2 separate regions of the Triticum aestivum genome follow, and region 1 is linked to region 2. A link is a contact called in public Hi-C data. All regions are on one chromosome and are shown on one strand. The core of a region is the stretch at or near the end of the contact, and the rest is flanking DNA. Distances in the headings are between cores, read along the strand shown.

Region 1 (7,428 bases), core at 1,978-4,477, 460 kb after region 2:
GCGTCTGCCCCCCCCCCCCCCCCGCCCCCCGGGCACGCCCAAGATGGGTGCTGCCCACCTCGTGCCCCACTGACCCTGAAACCGACGCGATAAAATCACATATTTCTAGAAAAAAAAATGGAGGAGAACGAATTATCGCGTTTCACGAGATGGAGCCGCCGCCGTATCTTGTTCTTCATCGGGAGGCCAGATCTTGAGTCCGTTTGGGGCTCCGAAGAGGGGGATCTTCGATCTTCGTCATCACTAACACATCTCTATCGCCAATTTCATGATGATCCCCACCAGGAGTGAGTAATTCATTCTTATGCTCACTAGTCGGTAAGGAGTTGGATAAAATTCATCATGTAATCGAGTAAGTTTTGTTAGGGTCTGATCCCTAGTATCCACTATGTTCTGAGATTGATGTTGCTATGACTTTGTCATGCTAAATGCTTGTCACTTTGGGCCCGGGTGCCATGATTTCATATCTGAATCGTTTATGTTATCACCTTTATATCCATGTTCTAAATCCGATCTTGCAAGTTATAGTCACCTACTACGTGTTATGATCTGACAACGACCGTAATTTGAGGAGTTCATGTATTCACTGTGTGCTAATGCTTTGTTCCAGTTCTCTATTAAAAGGAAGCTTTAATATCCTTTCGTTTTCAATAGGACCCCGCTGCCACGGAAGGGTAGGACAAAAGATGTCATGCAAGTTCTTTCCATAAGCACGTATGACTATTTACGGAACACATGCCTACATAATATTTATGAACTGGAGCTAGTGCCGTATCGCCCTAGGTTATAATTGTCTCATGATGAATATCATCCAACGAATTACCGATCCAATGCCTACGAATTTACCTTATATTGTTTTTGCTAAGTTAGTACTGCCACTACTATCGTTACTGCTACAATATCATTGCTATCACTGTTACCATTACTATTGCTACTGCTGCTATCATCAAAACTATCATATTACTGTGCTATTAATCACTTTGCTGCAGATAGTTAATATCCAGGTGTGGTTGAATTGACACTCGGCTGCTAATAACTTCAAATATTTTTTGGCTCCCCTTGTGTCGAATCTATAAATTTGGGTTGAATACTCTACTCTCGAAAACAGTTGCAATCCCCTATACTTGTGGGTTATCAGCGCCGCCAGCCGCTCGCGCGCATGCTGCCCCGCTGCCTGCAGCAGCGCCACGCCCGCGCGCCCTTGCTCGCCGTGGCCATCCCGCAGCCTGCTCCCCGCCACCACACCTGCTCTTCCTTGCAATAGTCGTGCAACGCTGCATGCTCCCTCGCTCGCCCGCCGCCACGTGCAACGACCGTGCAAGGCGAGGCCGGCCGGCGGGAGCGCCACAGCGCCGCGTGCTCCTCGGCGCCCGCGGCTGCCTCGTGGTGGTGTGTGTGCGTGGTGGGCCAGTGAGTAAAAAGGAGGACAGGGAGAGGGATGGATGGGTGGGTGCGTGGGCCGCTTTTGTGCCCATGACAGGCGGGCCAGGGTCACATGCAAGAGGACACGGCCGGACGAGGAGGACGCAGAGAGCATCCGCTCGTGTCCGTTTCAGACGCAAAACCAGACCAACTTTGCGCCCTAGATGAGGCGAGACGGACCAAAAATGGACGTTTTTTACGGATGGGATCGCACGCTGGGACGTCCCGCATGTGCGTTTACCCCCAAACGGACAGCCCCGGACGATTTGGGGTCGTGCACTGGAGTTGGCCTTAGACATGCCCTAACAGGCCTTAGACATGCCCTAACAGGTTAACAGCGCAGAATAATAATGAACGGCACGGTGTGCAAATAGTGGTGGCGGTAGTAGTTGTACCCCTCTCTTTGACTGCCTTCCATGTGAGATCGACGAAGAAAACTGTATGCGTTGCTTCTGCGTGTCTGTGCTCCGTTGGCTCCTTGCCTGCTACGAGTAACGCTACTTCCTTTCTCTTCAGACTGAAACCTGTGGGTGATTGTTTGTGTGGTAATAATAACTTGTCCACGCATCTCAGAGGGCCTTCATTGACTCATTGTCACCTAACTTCAATGGCTCAATCGCGCGCTTGCTACACTGCAGCTGCGCACCTGCTTTGCAGCAACAGAGGAGGGCGGGCAGGCAGGCACAGGCAGCATGATGATGCATGGTGTGTTGCAGCGCAGTGCAGTGCAGGGGCGGGGGGCTGCATGTGGCCGCTGAAAAGAGATGTTTTCTGTGGTCTCCAAAACTCTCCCTCCCTCCATTGCTTGTCATGCAGGCAGCAGAACAGCAAAGACGTGTACTCGCATACAGATACAGGGCTCGGCGGTGAAGGAACGGAAAAGACTTGGACAATTCAGTAGGTGGAACATGGTTAAGAGCACGGCAGAATTCAAGGGTAAATAGTTCTTTTTTTCTCCCCTCAACCGTGCAGCACGCCACGCCATATGTGGCAGCAGAAAATGTGCCGGCGACGGCGAACCCCCAGCCTCGCAGCTCCGGCGGCGGCGGCCGGTTTACCAGCACGCAGCACACCGGCGATGGAGCTGCCACCTTGCACGTTCCGAGCGGTCAATCATCCATGATGCGACCATGGAGAATCGTTGAAAATTCTACTGGGCCGTAAACTGACGATTTCTTTTTACCGGGTATCCTGATGCGTCGGGCCCACATGTGTTCCTGAGAGGGAAGTAAATGGGTCAGGCGGGCACGAGGGGGCCGGGCAGAGCGAGGCGTGGCGCGCTAGGCAAAGCAAGCAGGGCGGGCCAGGCCAGGAACGCGCGCCCGTGACTCCTCGAGGCTCGCTCGCATCGGTTGGCTTGCCTACCGCACCAGGCTACGGCCTGTACGGCCCACGAGCCGAGGCCCTGGGCGCCTACGGACGGAGGAGGGCGGACGGCCCAGATCGGGCGCGCATCTCGGGGTCGGGGCGGCCTCATCGGATGCATGCACCGCACCGGCGCACGCCGACGGGGGCGCAGCAGCGCGGCGGGTAGGGCCTGTTCGGACCGTACGACGATGGACGGGCATCGAGGCGACTCGTCGACTCAGCCTGAGCCTCTGATGGAACCTGACGGCCGGGCGGGAATCATCAAGGGCTGTGCTGGTGTGTCAGCGTGGGTCTCGTGGCCGGTGGGCCGACGCAGCGCCCTTTCTTTCTCTGCCCCCACAGCAGCAGGGGTGGGGACGGCGATGCGGGACTGTGCCCCTCCTGCCCGCCCGCCCGCCTGCACGGTGGTGGTGGCCGTCCTCCGACGGGACGGGCGGACGGACGGAGGCGGATCGCCGTGCCTGGTTGGTCTTGGGCCGGGTCAACGTCGGTTGGGAGTCCTATCCCACTATGCTGCCCGCGCGCGTATCGGCCCACGCCGATTCCTATCACGCTGATGGCGATCTGATTCCCCTTTTCATAGCAGATTGTGGCGGTCTGATTCCTCCTAGGCGCACCTACTTCCGGACACGGGAATTTCCTGGGGGCCTCGCACGAACCACCCCCGTAGCAGAAAAAAAGAACTTCCATAAATCGCAGTCTCCAATTTTCAACTAGGCCTAGTGGCTATCTAGCCGTCGATCTATCCATCTATCCAAGGCATGCGACGCAGTAACACGGCATGACTACACTTGGCACCAGCAAACCAAGACGAGACGATCGCCATCCCAATGTAGGAAACGCGTGAAATTACCACGCTATGCTATTTTCACCCGAAAATTCTCTTGGGCCGAAACGCCCGGAGGAAAATTCAGCATCTCCGAACTAGTGGGTCATCGAGGACGTCCACTGTTGTTATTTTGGCTATGGACGTCCATTTCTTAATTTAGCCAGGAAAACGATGTGGGAGATTATAATTCTTCGGGACGGACGTCACTGTTGCTGGCATAGTACTACACACTACTTGTTGTTTAAATTGAAGAGGAGACCGGCGAAATGTCGCCATGCGCGCTCGGGTCGGCGGCCAACGCGCACGCCATCAGAACATACGTATATGGATCATTAGTGCAATTTCTTTTTCTTTTTTGAAAAAGCATACTCCAATTAGTCCACTAAGTACAAACATAGCTCCGATTAGTTTACCGCATACAGAAATAGTAATAGCACACCCACACGACACGTAGCACGGTGCGCCTAGTTATTTACTTGCTTCATTCAATTAAACTACATACAAAAGTGGTGCATAAACTAACAGGGGCTGAGTTTGATAGCTGGGTTTGGGCTCTCGTCTGAACCGCCTGCCACGTCCTAATTAAGCATTGATAAAGCAGGATGAGGTAGTGCCAACATAATCCAACAAGAAATTAGCACAGCATATACTAATTCTGTCATCGTTAGACCACAGATATGACTAGCTCCAACTGCGTCTTTTATTCTTCCCTCGTTTGGGTTAACGGTTATTACAGCCCACTTGTTCTCGGACCTCCTCGTTCACACGTGTCGACCTCAGAGCATGCCCATCAGGCGAGCTGGCGGCCTGGAGGAGCAGGACGACGATGCAGAGGCCGCGTCGTCGTGCCTTGGCTAGCCTAAAGATAGACAGCGTAGCTCGCCGTGTGGCCGTGTCGGGCCGGCTACAGGAGACAAGTCAAAGAGACGGAGCCCGCGTGTAAAAGTAAAAGTAAATCCACCACCGTCGCCACACCACAAGTAACCGATTACTTCTTCTCCGAAAAAAGCTCGTCGATTAGTAACCAATTAGGTAACTGCACTAAATAAAATAGTAATCAGTCAGTGAGGGGATTAAAATAGTGGTAGGATTCCTTGGATGCAGCAGGGGCAGGTTAGGTCTTCACGTCGGGAGATAAGCTAAAGAACAATTAAATATCGTTATCTCTGCGCTGCCTCTGCCTCTGGCTGCCGGTCTCAAATGCCCCGGTAACGCGAAATTGCAATGATGACCGCTCTATGCCTGTCCGAGGATGCAACGCAGGAGACAGCGGACCCTTTCTTTCTCGTTCTCTCTTGTGTGTGTGTGTGGACGCGGAGCACGTCACAGCCAGCTCCCCCGGCCAAACCCACGCAGCCACGGAATACTTAAATCCCGGGTTAATTAAACTAATGGGAACTAATCCGAGTGGAGATGCCGACGCCGGGGACCACTATGATGGCTAATGGAGGGTTAGCTAGTGGGCGGATTAGTTTAGCGCCCCCACGGCGATGGGAGCGGGGACACCCCGCGCGGTGCCGTCCGCTGCCGCGACAGCCGGCGCCCCTCGCCGCCCCGCCCGTCGCCGTCTCCGTCTGAACAGCTCTGCTACCACTGCTCGCGCGGCAATTATTGCCCCATCCGCCTGACGGCGCCGTTAGTTTCCCTCTTTCTCTTTCTCTAATGTGTTGGTGCTGTCTCCGCACGCGAGCTCAGCTGGCTGCCCCCCGCTTTTGATTTGCCGCAAGTGGTGCCACTAATCTACGCGGGCGCCATTTGATTAGTCGCTGACAGTAAACTAATTAGGGCAAAGCGCTGCTGGGTGATCGTATCATTGCCGCCTTTCTAATCTCCCGTGTTGGTGTGTCTCAGCTCCCTCCCACCCTCGCCCCTCGGTGCTGTCTCCATGTGCGCCTTGTCTATTCGCCGGGTCACTGGAGATCCGGGCCCGCCGGTTCGCTCCGCTATCGCTGTGCTGCTAGATACGCAGCGTACAGAGGGTACTGCTGCTGCTGCGTACGTACGGGCGTACACCATAATGCCGGCACGTACCTACCGCCACCGGTACGGGTGCTGCTGCGTTCGCGAGGAAGGCTCGCTCTATTCGTTTCCGGGCTTGGAAGTGGCAAGCCGTGTCCCGCCATCAACGGGTGCCTATCCATTTTAGGGCGTGCTTTGTCTCCCCCCTCTGCCTTGTGTGAAATGAAATGCTGGTGCTGTGCGCCCGTGGTTTCTCGGCAATTCTCGCGAGTTCTGTTGTTCTGGTTTCTACCGTGGCCTGTGTAGGTCCTACTATACCCACACTTGCAAATCTGGCCCTAAACGTCCGCAGACGTGTCCGTTCGCGATCGCGGACAACACCGGTTATGTATACTTCTTCTCTGTATATATTGCTGTTCAGATATGTCTACTTAAAATATTGGGGTTCCCCAAAGATATTTTTGTGAAAATCCCAAGTCCGTGCCAATTTTTTGTGTGGCTCTTGAATAGTAAAAGCATATTAGCTAGAGACAATGTATTGAAAAGAGGATGAAAGGGAGACAAGAATTGTATTTTCTGTGGGCAAGATGAAAATATTGATCACTTATTTTTCTCTTCTTCTACAGGGAAATTAATCTGGAATTTATTGAGATGTGCGTTTGATTTACATTCTATTCCCGCTGATGTGCATGATTGTTTCAACAGATGGATCAAATCTTTTATGAAACATGATAAGAAACTAGTTCTAGTAGGCACTTCACCTCTGTTCTGGACTGTTTGGAAGTGCCGTAATGATGTGATCTTTAATAATAAAAAATATGACACGATGGGTTTGGTGAAAAAAATCTGTAATTGGATCTCGAATTGGGCTATTTTGCATACAAAGGAACCAAAGGAAGAATGTTGATGCCGGGAGCAAAGCTCACGGAAGGGGCGGCAAGTGATGTTTATCGCGCTGCACAGGGGTGCAGACCAGTAGTCCCAAGACTTGGTGGCTGAGAAGTTTGGGGAGGGGAGGGGGGTGTCTCTCTCTTCTCTGCCTTCTGGTGGCATGGTTTTGCGTAGTGATCATCTTAGATGGTGTCCTATGGTTGTGCACCGGCTTCTGCTTGGCCAAGTTTTGTAAGATAACATGGTAGAAACTTTGCTATTGTTTGTCTGATGTGTGGGTAATGTTCTGATTGTTGTAAGACTGATTTGGTTTCTCTAACTCACATCGGAGGGGGAAACCTCTCTTTTGCTCAAAAAAAACTTAGTCATTGTGAAAGAGCATGGTGCTCCCATGTTTGGTCTTGGTAATTGATGACAATCTCTATGGACTAACGGTTGCCTTGAGTTATATTTGACGGTTTGTCCATAGGCTTTGCTTGAAGATCATTCATTGGTTTAAAAGTTATAAGTGGAAGATTATGTGTTGCCAAGGTGGTATTCAAGAAGTTATCCAAAGATTGATCATGTGAGAGTTGAGCTTATTGCAAGCATGTTTTGAAGAAAAAGATTGTGTGAACACTCATGTTTACCTTCAAGACATCATCTTTATGAAGAGAGAAGATAACACACAAAGCATAGAAGATGTACCAAGTGGGGACAAGTGATCCCATGGTATGGTAAACATTGTCCATTATGCTTTGTGTATTAACCCATGATCCATGTGAGTTTTTCTTGTGGGGTTAGGCATGTTTCCATGGGCGTGCATCAAAAGTAAGATATCATATAACCTATGGAGGATGACATCAAGTGGTGATCGTCATCAAGATTGCGGTGTGGAAGTTCAAGTGGAGCATCACGAAGAGATCATGCTTAAAGCTAGCCATACATTGTGGTGACGATGGAAATGTGAAGATGTGCCA
Region 2 (7,388 bases), core at 3,826-6,325:
ACATGTATATGGTTAGGAAACTTAACCATCTTTGATCAACGAGCTAGTCTAGTAGAGGCTTACTAGGGACACGGTATTTGTCTGTGTATCCACACATGTATCAAGTTTCCGGTTAATACAATTCTAGTATGAATAATAAACATTTATCATGAAATAAGGAAATACAAAATAACAACTTTATTATTGCCTCTAGGGCATATTTCCTCCTCTTTGCTGTGATAGGTGGGACAATGCAAACCGACAAACACAACCGCAACACACCCCTCCCGAATCACCCCCTCCTTTTGTTGTCTCACTCATGTCACCCAATGACCTTCCTCCTGCCGTCTCCCACTACTAATCCATTCATGCTACCCGCAAAAACTCATTTACGTCCGCATACAAGGCTTGTGAAAATCAAATTCCCTTGTTTCTTGTGGTTTCGTGTAGCACAGGGCCCTTGCTAGTATATTTCAGATTCCCGTAGGATTCAACATGTCATGGCATTTTAATCCTATGTTTTTCTTTTCCTTCCACGAGAATCCTACAAACCAAAAAGGCTCTTAACACGTATAACCTGAACAATTACCTGACGCAGCAGCAGCAGCAGCAGCAACGAGATCAGATCCTATCAGGCCCCTCTCAATGCTCCATCTTGTACAGGTGCTAAAGCTGCCATGTAGACAAAAAGTCTGATGTGGCAAGGTAATTAAGAGGAGAGAGATGAATGTGGTGACCCGTAAGCGCGAGAACCTAAGCAAAAGACTTAAATGGAAAAATTTCACCAATGCATGAAAAACTTTAGTTGCAAAACCATTAAATGAATGATGCTTAGCACCAACAAGGTAAGCACCTATGCATTGGGGGCTTTAGTTGCTAAATTTCTTAATGTGCTTAGCACCACATGTAAGCACCAAAGCATTTGAAGTAGCCTCGTATCGTTCATGCTGCCCCCCTCCCCCCAACGGTCCTGCATCTTTCCATCGGCATCTTATCTTTTCTTCTTGTCTCTTTGAGCTGTTGATCTCACTCACTTTTGCCATGCACCATCCATTCTTGCTCGTCCCCTCCGACATGTATTGCATAATTAGCTAGGACCCGTGCGATTCTCTGAACCCACTCCACTTCCATCCAAGTTTACTTTCGACATGAGAGCGTGGATTTATTCATGACGAAATAAAGTTCATTAATTTGGCTGGCAAAGTAAGCGAGTAGGCCGGGCGTGCTAAGGATGGTGGGCCTATGTACACTCGAAACTTTGGATACGAGACACTACTGTTAGCCAGTCTGAAAACGACGTGTAACTTAATCCTCATGGTTCCATTTCATATTTGAAGAGAAGGCCCACATACAAAAATGTACTACTGTAGAAGCCTGCAATGTGTGTTCTAGCACCTTGCAATTTGCAAATATGAGATTATAGGACATGATATACACAATAGTTACCACTAGCACTCCACCGGCATACATTATTTCCAAGGAAAAATTATAAAGAAAGAGTAACTAAAAACACATAATAACAATTAAGCAACTACTTGTACATAACAGTATACTACTATGCTTTGTACTACTACTAGCTATGAACCGTAGCATCCCAAAAACCAGGAGAGCGTCCTGGCGCCCATGTTAGCAGGCGGCACCTTCTCCAGCCCAGTGATCATGTACTGCTGCTGCTTCTTCCTCTTCTTCTTCTTGGTGTGAATTACGGTGCCCCTCACCGTCACCTCCTTCTTCCCGAAATCCACCATGTAATCCAGCAGCCCTGCTAGACGAGATCAATACACACCGATAACACATCAGCACGATATCGCAGCGAACATCAGTGATTAAAATGAGATGTCAGTTGGATCCTCACCGTTCATCTTGGTGACGACCTTGGTGACCCGCTGTCGGCAGTGGGAGCAGCCCATGTTGGCGCTCATCACCACCACCTGCACCTGCATCCGTTGCAGACGTATTCAGAATCCCATTAAACTTCCGCCATCAACATCCGCACTGGCTAATTAAGCATCATCAACTCGGCACCAATATGTTTGCATCGCTTCTACGCAATTAAGCAAAGGGACCGGCAACCAGCTAGTATATGTCAACACATTCTGCAGCTAAGCCACTGATCGATGTACTACGTACTAGCTGAATTTTTAAGTCTTGGTTAGGCCTTGACTTGATTATTAGCTATACGGACGGTGGTTAATTGTGGATGGTTAGCTACTAGTACTTGAGTGGTGGTAGCGGCAACTGGCAACCTGGCCCACTCTATAGTTAAAGAATATTAGAGCTACGTGCTAATTGCAATCCATGTATGCGTCCCTCTCACCTAACCATTCTATCTTGACCACTTGCCACTTGAAAAATTCTGTCCCTCGTTCTGGTCACCACATGCACTGCTGCAAGTACTAGCCAGGAGCAGTTGTTCGTTTCCATGGCATGGTCTGATAAGTTAATTTAAGCTGCTGCTGCTGCTGCTTGTTGTATACTCATCACGTGCGGCGCTTGTGATACGTATGATACCTCCAGCGATCAAGGACAACCTTACATGCATAGAGCATGGTAGAGCGAGGGCAGACGCATGTGGCCCAGTGGTGCATCTCGTACCTTAATGTCGGGTGCCGGCCGTAATAATAAAAACGCAAAGATGACACAAACATCTTAACGGTTTCATTTTTCACCAGAAGAACATCTTAAACTAGCTAGAAGCATGCTAGCTAGAGACATAGAGAACATATGCATGTCTACATCCATGACTACATGTATAGGTGTGTCTTTATTATACATGCAGTGTATGTATATACGCCGTCCCCATCCCCATGTGTTATTGTTAAACAGGCACATTGCCATCCAACCTAATAATCAATTAAGAGCTCTTAACAGTCTTATATCGATCGTGGATAGGGATCGTTTTATTCTGTATTTTCACCTAAGGAGTACTTCACCCACATGTCAAGCATTTGTACTCTAATTAAAATACTGTTTCTTCTCCTGTATGTATATGTTCTATGCAGCCACATGTGCAGGGGTGTTGGGTCAAAACTGTGCACCCTGGCTGGCTGGCTAGCCAGCTGACGGTGAAATGCTTTTGTTTGACTGACCGGATCAACCAAATTGTGGGGACGGCAATGTTTCATTCAGATCCGCAGAGTGAGTTAAAATTTGCATGGCTCAACGTCAGCAACGCGTGCACACGCGTATATATAAAAAATGCATTCAAAGATGCTTAGCAAGGTACTAGCATGTTTGTGATAGGAACGGACGAGTGAATAGATGCGTTTCCATTATTTAAGCCCCGCATACATGAAGATATTTGTGTCTGCAGGTCAAAGGGAGCCTCATTCTGCATAGCATGTGCCGTATTTGACCGGGAAAATACGGAGCAGGAAGGAATCTACGGAAGGTAATGAGCCAGAGGCAAGGCAGAGGCAGGGGGATGTTCTGAGCCAGATCGAGAGGGGAAGAGGCATTTGTTTGACCGGTAGTACCTTGTATTAATGGGAAAGAATCTGTTTGCTGATCGAGCCTGCTACAGTGATGTGACCGTGACTTGTTCCCGGTTAACGGCTCTCTAATGGACGCACGTGATGTTAGGTCAAGATCCAAGAAAGACACATCAAAAATCCAGTCTTAATCTTAGCTTAGGAATCACATACCTAACCTAATGGCAGCAGCAAGCAAGCACACATGGCGTCCATGGCCACCGGTTTTCCTATGGCAATTTCAGCTACACCTCTGCGATTCCAAGAGCAAGAGGGGGTCTCTCTAATGGAGGCACAACCGACACCTTGATTGCTCATTGCAGTGTTGCTAGCTACTCACTACAGTTGCTTGACGCACGCGTAGCGACGTGTCCGTATGAGACCGTCAGACTCTCACTGCAGCTCCGTGCGGATGCAGGTGGCTGTTCATTTGTCCCTTTCTGAGTTGGAGGAACAAGGTGAGATCATTCTGATCTCACCACTTGTGTTTCTGCTTCTAGCGGTGGTGCAGTGCGGGTTAAACAAAACAAAGTAAAATGTGGAATTGATGGGTTGATTGATGCAGTGCCTCCTCTCTCTTTCTACCTTTATGATGATGTATAAAAAGTTTAGCGGCAAAAGGTGATTGGAAATGAGAGGGGGACCGTGAGTATCCAAGGAGTAGATAAACAGTCACTCACTCACACACTTCAATGGGGCTGCAGACAGGGGACGGGGAACACACAATATGGGAGGACTGAATGCAGGACACGGGTACTATATAGAATAGTGGGCATCCAAGGAGGGCTAGGGTAGCTAGTGCATATTGACAAATGGGAGTGGAACCAAGAGATTGATTCCAATGTGCATGCCACTCACAACGACTCCATTTCCTCATGGGGAAGAGCAAAGGAATCAGGAAAAGAAGCAGGCAATATAGGAGGAAACTACTGATGATCTGTGAGACTGACACATTTGACATGCTCCTTTTGACACCGGAGAAGGAGAGAAAAAAGAGAGAAGAACAAACTTGAAGAAAACATGACCAGACTATGATCGGAGCTGGGATAGCAGAGCCGCTAGAGATTCCATGGCTGTGATCAAGCTTGAGAGAGGGGGAGAGGGAGGGAGATCATACCGAAGGGAGGGAGAGGTCCTCCACGAGCCTCAGAGCCTGGTGCTGCTTGACCGCCGTGGTGCCGCCGTCGCTCATGGTCGACGTTGCATCTGATCCACCCCTGCTCCTGCTCCTCCTCCTGCTTCCACTCCCTGTGTCATCTTCTTCCCCTGCACGCTCCATGCTGCCTCTTCGCACCCCTTTGGGTTTGGGTGGGTCGGAGCTTCCTCTCCCTCCCTCTCCAACAAGACTTTCTTTCTCGTAGCTATGCCTTGTCGTCTGAAGGAGAGTAGAAAAGCACCCTCCTCTTTTATACTAGTCGGTCCTGGGGAAGAGAACAGAGAGGAAGAGGAACAACCAACAGCTTAGGGCCGGAGACCGCTCACAGGAAATCCAAGTATTTATTTTAATCCTACCTGGATAAAATTAGGCGGGGAATGGAAGGTGAACACCAGCAATCACAAAAGTGACACCATCAAATGGTATTCTACTTGTCTGATGGCAAATCATTTGCAAAGACAGCCAGTCCCATTGGGTGACTGGGATATAATGACAGTTTGCTGGTGGGATCTCCAATTCTGTGGAGGTGGCCCCACTTTCCACTTCGTATTGGATTCCTTCTGCACTTTTAACCATTTGTCAGCCATATATATGTAGAAACAAACAAGCCACCATGGCAGAGAGGTTACTTGCAGTGCTCTCCAGTCCGGAGGTGTTAACAACAAGCAAGGCAGGTAAAAAAAGTCACAATTTTATGTTTCGGTAAGGAGTAAAATGGTCAAAATGGAAGGTGAAATATAATGATGACAGTTCAACAGCACAATATGCAGTAAAGAGACGTCCATAGATCATGTACGGTTCTTTATATTCCCATTAGAATATTGTATTTGTACAATGATACACGGCAGAGAACTTGCTCGTTGGCACCTTGCAGCGTGGAGATAAAAAATGCAATCCGTAGGGCGGGCATTGTAGATCAGAAGGAGCCGGTCAAAAGAAACAAAATGTTTTCAGTAGTATATAAAAGAAAGAATCAAAGTGCTCATTAGGTATGCTACACCCCCTAGGTATCTCAAATGTCGTTTAGCATGAACTGGTTATACAGCCACATCCTTAAACTTGCATAGGAAAAAGGTTCTGATTAACAAAGATCAAACTACACGAATATTTGAGTGGGCAGAGAGGAGCTGTCGCTCCCTCAAACCACAGAACTAGAGCAAGAAAAAGAACAAGATAATCCCTCGGTCAAAAGAAACAAAATGTTTCATCAGTAATATAAAAGAAAGAACCAAAGTGCTCTTTAGGTATACTGCCCCCTAGGTATCTCCAATGTCGTTTACTATGGACTACTATCACATCCTTAAACTTGCACATGAAAAAGGAACCGAATAAGAGATCAAACCACGCGTTTTTCAAATGAGTAGGCAAAGAGGAACTATCATCCTCTCAAACTCCGGAACTAGAGCAAGAGAAAAACAAGATCATCACTCGCATGCATTCAATGCCCACCCACACCGAAAGAGTAGTATTAGTATTGCTTGAATCGACAAATAAGTCCTCTTAATTAGGTTGTTGTGCTAAACGGCAAAATACAGCTTTGAGAGACAAATCTCAACTATACAGCTTGAAATTCGAACAAATAGAGCTACCACAACTCATTCTTGATAGCTTATAGCATCTGAGTGTTGACATATACAAAGGAACATTCATAATGATAAAAGGATGCCTAGAAACGGACTAACTAATAGGTTTGAAAACCGACAGTCTTAAAACCGTACTACCTCCGTCCGGAACTACTTGTCGCTCAAACGGATGTATCTAGATGGAGGGAGTATGAAACAAGTCAAAGTGCACAGGGGAAGTTCAGAAATGCGCAAGAGTGCTTCACGTAAAAACCAAGGGGTGTTTCTAACATTCTTCACATTCTTCGTCTCACCTACCTCCCCTTCCTGAGCACGCTAGTGACCAAGATTGCACTTTCAAGTTTCAACATCAGTTAGGACAACAATAATTTCCACTTTGAGCCTTACCACACAATGTGTAGCTTTCCCAAGTGACACTTTCGCCATATTTTTAGGCTGTGATATCGACATGAGGATGGTAGATGAAGCAACTGACCTGTAAACTCGGTTGTTATTACAAGTGTGCAACAGAATGCTTCACGCCTCTCACTGCATCATGAATCTACACATCTTTGTCATTCTTAAGTGCTTTTTAAGCTAGCTGGAAACTAGGAAGCTTTCAGAGGTGCATGTGCGATACAAACACTTAAAAACAGTTGAATCTGACCACATGAAAATAACCAGAACACCATAAATTCGTCTATTGCATGTGCGATACAAACACTTAAAAACAGTTGAATCTGAGCACATGAAAATAACCAGAACACCATGAATTCGTCTGTCTCTGTCATTCTTAACTATTTCCCAAGCAAGTTGCAGGGCAGGAAACTTCCGGCTTGTGTCTAAGAATACTTGAAACTAGCTGTATTTTAAGCACAAGAAAAACACATAGATCATGACTGGCCAAAACTTATTCCGATACTACCAAGTTAAAAATCAGGGGAGTGTATTTGGACGTATTGGAAACTAGTTGCGTACTTCCAATGAGAACAATGCAGTGAACGCCATAAAGTCTTGTTGACAAAAGGACATTTAGATCACCATGGTATCTAATTTAAGCACGTACGTTCCACGAAAGGACCACAAAATACAGCTTATCCTAGCCTATCATTTCCTTTGGATGGACCAAGGTACAAGGCTGAAACCAAGCAAAAGAAAACAAGCACACTGGAATTGGGTAAAATCCCAGTGTTTACGGTTTAGTTATTCAGTTAGATGCCG

Evidence for each region. A called contact is a pair of places that touch in the nucleus more often than the background predicts.
Region 1: a Hi-C map of leaf shows a contact between it and region 2, with 3 times the contacts expected there. The contact joins the enhancer-like site here to the promoter of LOC123072099 in region 2. A contact is called at or near these places in 2 of 5 Hi-C or Micro-C datasets (both in leaf).

The regions. Positions count from the first base shown.
Region 1 is chr3B:739,149,539-739,156,966 of IWGSC CS RefSeq v2.1, forward strand. No RefSeq gene overlaps it. Among protein-coding and RNA genes, the nearest start is that of LOC123066255, 260 kb to the left of the region's middle. Within about 2 kb of position 3,228, at least 8 of the 8 cell types and tissues checked have an H3K27ac peak or open chromatin away from gene starts, as enhancers often do. A contact at or near this core is called in leaf, where this site is marked.
Region 2 is chr3B:738,686,277-738,693,664 of IWGSC CS RefSeq v2.1, forward strand. It overlaps LOC123072099, which reads right to left and starts at 5,076. Exons shown (of 4, transcript XM_044495657.1): 1 at 4,962-5,076; 2 at 4,567-4,870; 3 at 1,835-1,916; 4 at 1,290-1,741. The coding sequence starts at 4,728. The coding sequence ends at 1,557.